Regions from separate parts of the Cyprinus carpio genome. Here region 1 is linked to region 2. The links are chromatin contacts, called in public Hi-C maps. All regions are on one chromosome and are shown on one strand. The core of a region is the stretch at or near the end of the contact, and the rest is flanking DNA. Distances in the headings are between cores, read along the strand shown.

What was found. Hi-C and Micro-C count contacts between places; a contact is called where the count stands out from the background.
Region 1: a Hi-C map of red blood cells shows a contact between it and region 2, with 2.8 times the contacts expected there. The contact joins the enhancer-like site here to the promoter of LOC109062563 in region 2. A contact is called at or near these places in 6 of 8 Hi-C or Micro-C datasets (liver, red blood cells and skeletal muscle).

The regions. Positions count from the first base shown.
Region 1 is chrB23:16,667,707-16,671,650 of ASM1834038v1, reverse strand. No RefSeq gene overlaps it. Among protein-coding and RNA genes, the nearest start is that of LOC109053032, 34 kb to the right of the region's middle. Within about 2 kb of position 1,545, at least 3 of the 8 cell types and tissues checked have an H3K27ac peak or open chromatin away from gene starts, as enhancers often do.
Region 2 is chrB23:16,610,874-16,614,972 of ASM1834038v1, reverse strand. LOC109062563 (signal transducer and activator of transcription 5B-like) reads left to right here and starts at 2,224. Exons shown (of 21, transcript XM_042750911.1): 1 at 2,224-2,382.

The sequences.
Region 1 (3,944 bases), core at 296-2,795, 57 kb before region 2:
TTCTCAGGGGTAAGATGGGATCTGTACTAATACCATGGACTTCTAAATGAGCGTTACTGTGAATTGTGGCAAGAAATGCTCCTCTGTTCATCTAGTAAGTCATGGTTTAGCAGAGAGATCAATAGAAAGCTATTAGCTGTGAGCTTAAGTATCAGTGACACTCATCTGACATGCCTCACCTCCTAACCTCAGGGGGGTTGCATCCTGACCACTAGCTTTTGGTTGAATGGATTTGCACTTTTACCAGTGTAGCATTGCTTAAAGGATTATTATTTATTTGCCCTCATTGTTACTTTCTTCTGTTTAACCATGAAAAGGAGACAAATTTGAATAGTGCATCTCATTCTTTTCCTTAAAATGACAATAAATGGGGATTGAAGCTGTCATGCTAAAAAAAAAAAAAAAAAAAAAAAAAAAAAATGTGGTCCATGTGACTTTATATATTATAACCATCTGATACACATAATAGCCTTGAGTGAAAAACAGTGACATGTCTTACTGTCAATGAGTTGACCTTGAGATGGTTTTCAACCAGGGACAAAATCATTTTTAATGAATTCTCATTAAATTAGCTCCTCAACTTGATTTGAAAAAAAACCTGAAGGTGAGGAAGCCTAATTTTAAAAGTGTAATTTCTAGGCCTGGAAGAGTTATGCAAATGAATACAATTGTAAAACTCTATGGGCATTCTTATATTAAATACATATTCCAAAATGTTTGAAAATTTGAGTACAAAATATTTTTTACATCATATATTTAATTATTACCCAGTAAATCATGAAAGATTAGAAAAGCCATGGGTCAAAAAGATTCATTATAAGATTATTCTGATTCATTAAAAAATCATTTACAAAACGGACATTATTGTAACTTTCCTCATGAATATACCGGCTATGGTAGATATCAAGTTTTTTCCGTAAATAAGGACTAAATTTTCGGCTAGTGTCACAAAATGTATTGTATGGCTTCAGAAGATTTGGGTATAGTGCACGAGTCAGATGGATCTCTTTTATTATGCTTTATGTAATTTTGGAGTTTGACCGCACCAGTCCTCATTCACTTTCATTTTATTGAAAAAATAACCACCAGAATGTTCTTAACAGCAAACAGGTTTTGTTCATTAATTGGGAGAAAAGTCAAAATATTCATTTTTGGGTTTTAAAAGAAGATAGCAGAAAGGAAAAGGACGCAAATAAACCACGCAAAAGAGAAGAAGCGTGGGCGCTGTAAACCGCTCATAAATGTTTCTACCTTTTCCTCGCTTCTCCACCATTTCACAGCTGAGCAGGATTGTGTCCCAGCTCGCCTTTCTGCAAGTCACCTGGCTAGTTCTGTTGTTTCCCTCCTTTTACTCGCATCGACAAACCTTAACGACGCATGGTATCCCATCCCCAACCCATCGGTGCAGCAGCCACGCATGGTACGGACCTGCTTTTTATCATAAAATGTCTGTCTCACCCCCCGCGTTCAGTATGTGCAAGGCGAGGTGGAGACAGAGAGGAGAGAGGGTGCGGCGGAGCACTGCAGTGCAGATAAATGAATGCACCACTGGTGGCTGAGTCAGCAGCCCACTCCCAGTTTGGCCCACCGCCTGCACCAACTGTGTCTGAGGAGGAACAACATGCATGCAGTCAACACACACAGTCAATATGTCTCCTGCCTGATCGAAGACGCACCGAACGATTTGCTTTCGGTGTTTTGCTGGCCAAATTACAAATGTGCATTTTAGTTCGCAGGTATTGTAAGCTTATGAGCTCGACTTGATTCTTGCATGATCTTGCATAAAAGTAAATAAAACCTCTTCATTTCAGACTGTTTTCTGAATAAGCTCAGTCCTGCATGTTAAAACAGATAAAGTGTGTTATTTTTGCCACAGTCGATCTGTTATTCCGTCAGGAGCAGTCTGGATAACTACAAACCAACTGCTGTGATTTATGCTCTGGCGCCTTCAGACTCTACCTATAAAGAGAGTCCAGTGAAGCAATGAAGGGTGTTATATCACTCTCAAGTCATCCACCAATCGCAGAAGCCACGGCGGTTCTCAACTCCACCACCTGAGCAGCATCAAAACGGCGCTGGAACTACAAACATCATGGAGAAACAACGCAAAGGTGCTGCTGGATGTTGTGGGTATTGTAGGCATTTTGAATGGCTATAGTGCTTAATTTACGTCACACTCAGTGTGTTCTTGAAATTTCCAAATAATTACATAAATTAATGAATGACATGCTACAGGCTGCAAGATTGAATCATTTATTCCTCTTAAGTCGTATTTAGTCTATTTCTATCTTCCAGGAAAATTGATAAAGCTCGGTCTTTTGAATGTTTGAATGAATTTACACTGTGACTATAAGGTTATGTTTATGTATATATATATAGCCTATATATATATATATATATATATATATATATATATATATATATATATATATATATATATATATATAGATATATATAGGTCTATTTTCGTTGTATTTTATTGTATTACTTCTAAAAGATTGCTATAGTAAGACATTGCTCATTTAATAAAGCTGCAGCTATAGAGCTGATCCAGGCAGCATTTGAACAATAGCCTAACAACCATCTTTCCTTCACATGGGATTTTCTGCACAAAATTAAATCTGCACAACGTTTCATTTTAGTAGTGCACTTACATTCAGCCCTGCACGACACATCCCTTATACATTTCAATGTAAAAGTAGGAACTGATTTTAGAATTTGAAACCCACAAGGAGCTTGAAAATTCTTTGGCAAATATAGCATGTTGCTTGTATGTGTCAGTCTTGCCTCATTAAAATTAATCCGTTCTGTTGGAACAAATACTAAAATACTATAAATGTTATTGTTTCTGATAATACTCTATTTGAGCGTTACGTGTGACAACATTTGTGAGCGCTGGCAAAAACCGTTTTGAAGTAAAGCGCTCCGACTAGCGGTGGCTATCTTATCTGCATGTTATTGTTTCTGATAAAAATCTCTAAATAGTTAAAAACCGTTCTGTTGGAACAAATACTAAAATACTATAAATGTTATTGTTTCTGATAAAAATCTCTAAATAGTTAAACTGCGTTAGTACTTTCAGTAGGCCTATTTCTTATGTACTGTAGGTGTTTACTATAGTGTTTTGGGCAGCGATGGAAAAATTTAGAAATAGAAAAATATAACATTTTAGTACTGATAAAATATAAATAAATGCATTTTATGGCGAAATGATATTTTAAATTGTAAAATGTCTAAGCTATATTCAAGTGACAATTAATTAAATGGAGTTTATAAATAAATTATTCTGTTGCTTTTATGAAAAAGTTCTCCCATGATTTGAGGCTGTACATGGGGTGTAAAATGAGAACATATATCTTTTCCCTTAAATATGGGCTTATCACAGCTATGTGATCTGCTGACAGATATTGGGTTAAATGTGCTAAACTTGCTTGCTTCTCCATGTCATGGGAGAAATGGCCTACTGAGCATTGAGCAACATGTTGTAACACCTGCACTTTTGTATTTGTATGGGAAAATGAAATGTTAAATGCTTATTATAGGTGTTCTCTGCTGATGAAACCACTGCTTTTTTATCAGTATGTCATAAGTATGACAAAACATCTTGAAACTCATGTTGTACTTCACTGTTTGATGTTTTATACAGACATCTCATAATTATCAGGAGTCCCGTGAGAGTGATTGTTTTAAAAAGGAAGTTTTGGCCTTTTTTCTTGTATACAAGTTATTTGAGTGTGGGTTACTTGCTAGGATTTTCAACTTGAAAATGCCACCGTGTAGGCCTATGTGTAATGTTTTTCAGACAGCTGCATAGCAGATGTTTTCAAATAACAAGTCTGGTTCTGAGTGGACGTGACCTTTCGTTACATTTCTTCTGATATTTTCCTGTTAATGTTGTTTAATGTTGCAAAACTTGTTTGACCATAAAGTCTGTTCTACCTCCC
Region 2 (4,099 bases), core at 975-3,474:
TTTTCACAGTTGTTACTTTTCAAAACAGCTGCAAATGGTTTGTTGTGATAGAAATTAAACACTTTGCCCAACTATTATGGAATTTTTATTGATAACATTTGTTACTTCGTAATTTCGTTTTGGGCCTGTCAAACTCTATCAGCGGGAGATTGATCAAGCCAACTCTGACTTTGTTTAAATTAAGACTGGACATAAAAACAACCCCTGAAGCTCATACAGCATTCTCAACAGCCCTCAGACAGGCCAAATGTATCATGACCGGTCAGGAAATGGGCTTTGATATGAGGAATGCCTGAAGCTTGAAACAAACTTCACTGCAAGAACATGGACCATATGGGACGAGTTTGATTGAATCTAATCTTTAAAACTTGTAAATATAGAATTATTTTACATTTACAATTTTTTATTTTTTGACCGTTTAGTTTTATTGCAAAATTAAAACTTAACTTGACCAACACAGGTCAGCTCGCTTTTCACATAGTGACCCATTGCCCTCTAGTGGTAGCACAAAATAATGTTTTTTGGGAGGAGTAAAAATCTTGTTTTATTAATGTTCTATACGCCTACACTATCCTAGTCATTTCTCAGAGATATCAGCGAGCAAAAGAAAATATTATTCTTTGTGTGAGTGTGAGATTAGAAATAATTCTATATAGTCGTAGCCTACTAATGACTATGCAGTTTCCTGACTTCAACATTTCCTGATCTAAACGATGATTTGCTGCCAGATCCACTTCAAATCAAGCAAAGTAGCCTGATCGAATTAGCGGCTTTCTTCACAGAACAACAATCGTGAATACGCCAAACTCAGTATTTATATGCTTCTAGAGAAAGGAGCTGAAAAAAAATGTAAGCAACTTGCACGTACAAAGAAGCTTATAAATCGCGGAAAAGGCAACACCTCACGAGAGTCCAATGTTCATGAATTATTCAGAATGAGGTATATTGTTACATACATTCATTGATGAATTTAACTGTTTTAAAGTCGTAAACATTACATTTATTTATTTTATTTTATTCAATGAAAAAATATTTTTTTCTAAAACACTGCCGAACTGCCGGCTTTTTGTTTTAGTGCATTAAATATATAATATCTCCTCCGTTGTTGGCTTTTTGTTTTAGTGCATTAAATATATAATATATCCTCCGTTGTTGTTGTTGTTGTTGTTGTTTTTTTAGATAAGAAACCAGAATAATGAAAACACAAAAGAAATCGAGCTTATTTGAGAAAACGGAAACTTCTTTCGAAACTTCTTACTGGAAATCAAGCGTTTCGAGCAGAAATGGCGTTGTTTCCCCGCCTACAAGTGACGTTGTGTCTTGATAAATAGAAAGTTACCTCTTATGAACAAGCATGATGCATAAAATGTTGTCTTGCTTTTGCTTCACAGCCAATGAGAATGTGTAGATGATATATTAGTCTGCGTGTGCTCGTTGGTGGTGATCCCACAGTTGAATTTGTCCTTCTGTAGTTATCACTGATTCACTGATTTTCAGCACAATTTCAGTAGCGCAGCTTTGTTCATTAAATATATTACCTACAACAATTTGATATCTGACCATTTTAATTCGTTTTCCTTGTATTTTTTTTTTTAATATTATTATTTTCAGGTGAGTTAGAATTTATAGTGAGAATATTAGGCCTATATTTGTAATTTATTATACCTATATTTACAATATATTCGTTGTTGGTAAATTATTTATTCCTATGTGTTTAAGAAGAGGATTTTCTCTCGGTCATTTTCTTAAGTTTTTTTTTTTTTAGCATTACTGTTTTGCAAAACGTAATACATACACAACACATTGACAGAATGGGGTTAAATGCATATTTTTAAAAAAATAAAGTGCCATTAATGTTAATCAAATAAACGCAATACATTATGAACTTAAAGCAAGAAATGAATGACCATTAAGACCATGACGTCGTGCGGACAAGCAATATGAATTTAATAAAATATTCAGGCTCACAAAAGTAAGACGTTAGAAAGGAAAATGCTGAAGTAGGAAGGCAATAAAAACGAAGATAGGCCTACTTACAAAAGTGTGAAGATACTCCCTTTATGTATGAAGATAAAAGTTTGAACATACTAAAATAATTAAGCACTTTCTGGCACATTTAAAAACGATGACATATCTAATGTTCTGTGTATATAAAAATAATATATAGCCTATATATGTAATAATGTCAAGCCGGATAAAGTTTCTCATTCACCTGGTAGAAGAACTGCTGCATCAGGGTGGCCAATAGGCAGCAGCAGCAGCAGCTTCAGTGTCAGTGTAAAGTGAAAGTAGGTGGATAGAAAGAAAAAAAACAACAAACGCACACGGAAGGCGCTGACTTATATCTCTTTACGTGTGTTAAAGAGCTGGCGTCGAAATCAGGTAAGTTATATTCTAACAGTATTGTATATTTGCTATATAAACCGCGCACGGTGAGTTTATCGCGAACTGAATTTGTTTATCGCTTAGTGTTGTTGTAAGGAGGAAACATGAGTTTTGTAACAGCCTACTTTCCTCTACTGTAACTGTTGTACGAAAATTCGCAATCGTGCGAAGCGAGCGAGCAAAAACGACTAAAAAGCCATCAAAGAGCTCTCTTGCGAATAAAAATCTCACTTTATAGTAATTTAATCTCAGTATGATTGTGAAGTCGGTTTAGCTAGGCCATTATATATAGGCTACTAGCCTACTTAAACGACACCAAAATGACATAACCTTTTTTTTGCCTGGATACTCCATGACAAAATACGCGAGGGACATAGCCTTCATGTGAATTCACATATTCAACAAGTTTCCTGTATTTGACTCACTTTACTGGAAATAGCAGGAGAGGAAGGCCTACTTATATAGCGAGCGGACTTCCATATGATTGTGCTAAATGTCACGTTATATATATTTTAGTTTGATAGTGGAAAATACTTAAGTTTTTAGCACGAGCGCCTACACGAATTCACGCCCTACTTTCTCTTCCCCATAGGCTGTATGTGGCATTGGTTTGTTACGCTTTTTTTTGTGTGTGCACTAGAGAGTGGTCTGTTCTTTGTAAACTCTCCTCACTGTTGTTCTGACATTGCTTGTGTGAGCTTCAGACTTTGGGATGTAACACCCTCATGCTGTTATTTGTCATAAATATTGTATGAATACTAATAGGTGGCTTTGCTGTGGCCTTTTGAAATGCACTAAAAAGGCCTAGCGAAGTGTTTATTTCTGTGCAAAGTGAATTAGTTGCAGTAAATTAATCAATCTATATGTCAATCATTTGTCAATGGGTAGTTTTTTGTCATGGATGTGGACATGATCAAGAGTGCAATGCAATGATTAATTACAATGATTCAGTCAATTATAAAGGATAATGTTAAGTTTAATTAGGAAAAAGTGATTGTATGCACACTTCTGTGCAATAAAATAAATAGTATTCCCTTTTGTATTCCAAAGAAATTATGAATACTTTCTCAGTTTTTAAGGTCGTTTAATTTGCTTACATGTTTTGTGTTATTAGTCACAGCATTTCAAGTAATATCAACAGTAATTAGATGAGTGTAAAAGTCTATGAGTTTGTTCATTTCTGCAGTATGACATTATGACCATTATGAATGCAGTCATCCATTCAATGTAGAGATAAAATAAAGTGGATGAGTGGTAAAGTGGTCCATGTGTCAGGTGCCAACTGCTGTCTAAGTTTCAGTGTTAGGCAGGTTTTATGTTGAGAGACTGCTTTCTGTTTTCCATCACAGAGAATTAACTTTATAGGAAAGAAAATACACAAATCAAACATCAGAGATTTCAATATGAACAGATTTCTCCTAACCCAAATGATCAGAGCTATCTCTTCCATATTCATTTTAGATGCTTAACGTACATTTGTTCAATTTCTTTTTTATTTCTTTCGGTATATTTTAGGACATCTAAGACCAGGATGATACCTTAACAAGACAGGACTATGAAAGAGCAGTCTTTGCGATAATTAAGACCAATTCACACTGCACTGACAGACACCGACCAGTGCAGACATTCACTATATTACAATACATCACACCTTAGACATTCCAAGACCTTACAAACACGAATTCAGTATGTTTAATTGGTGAAAACAAGCTCT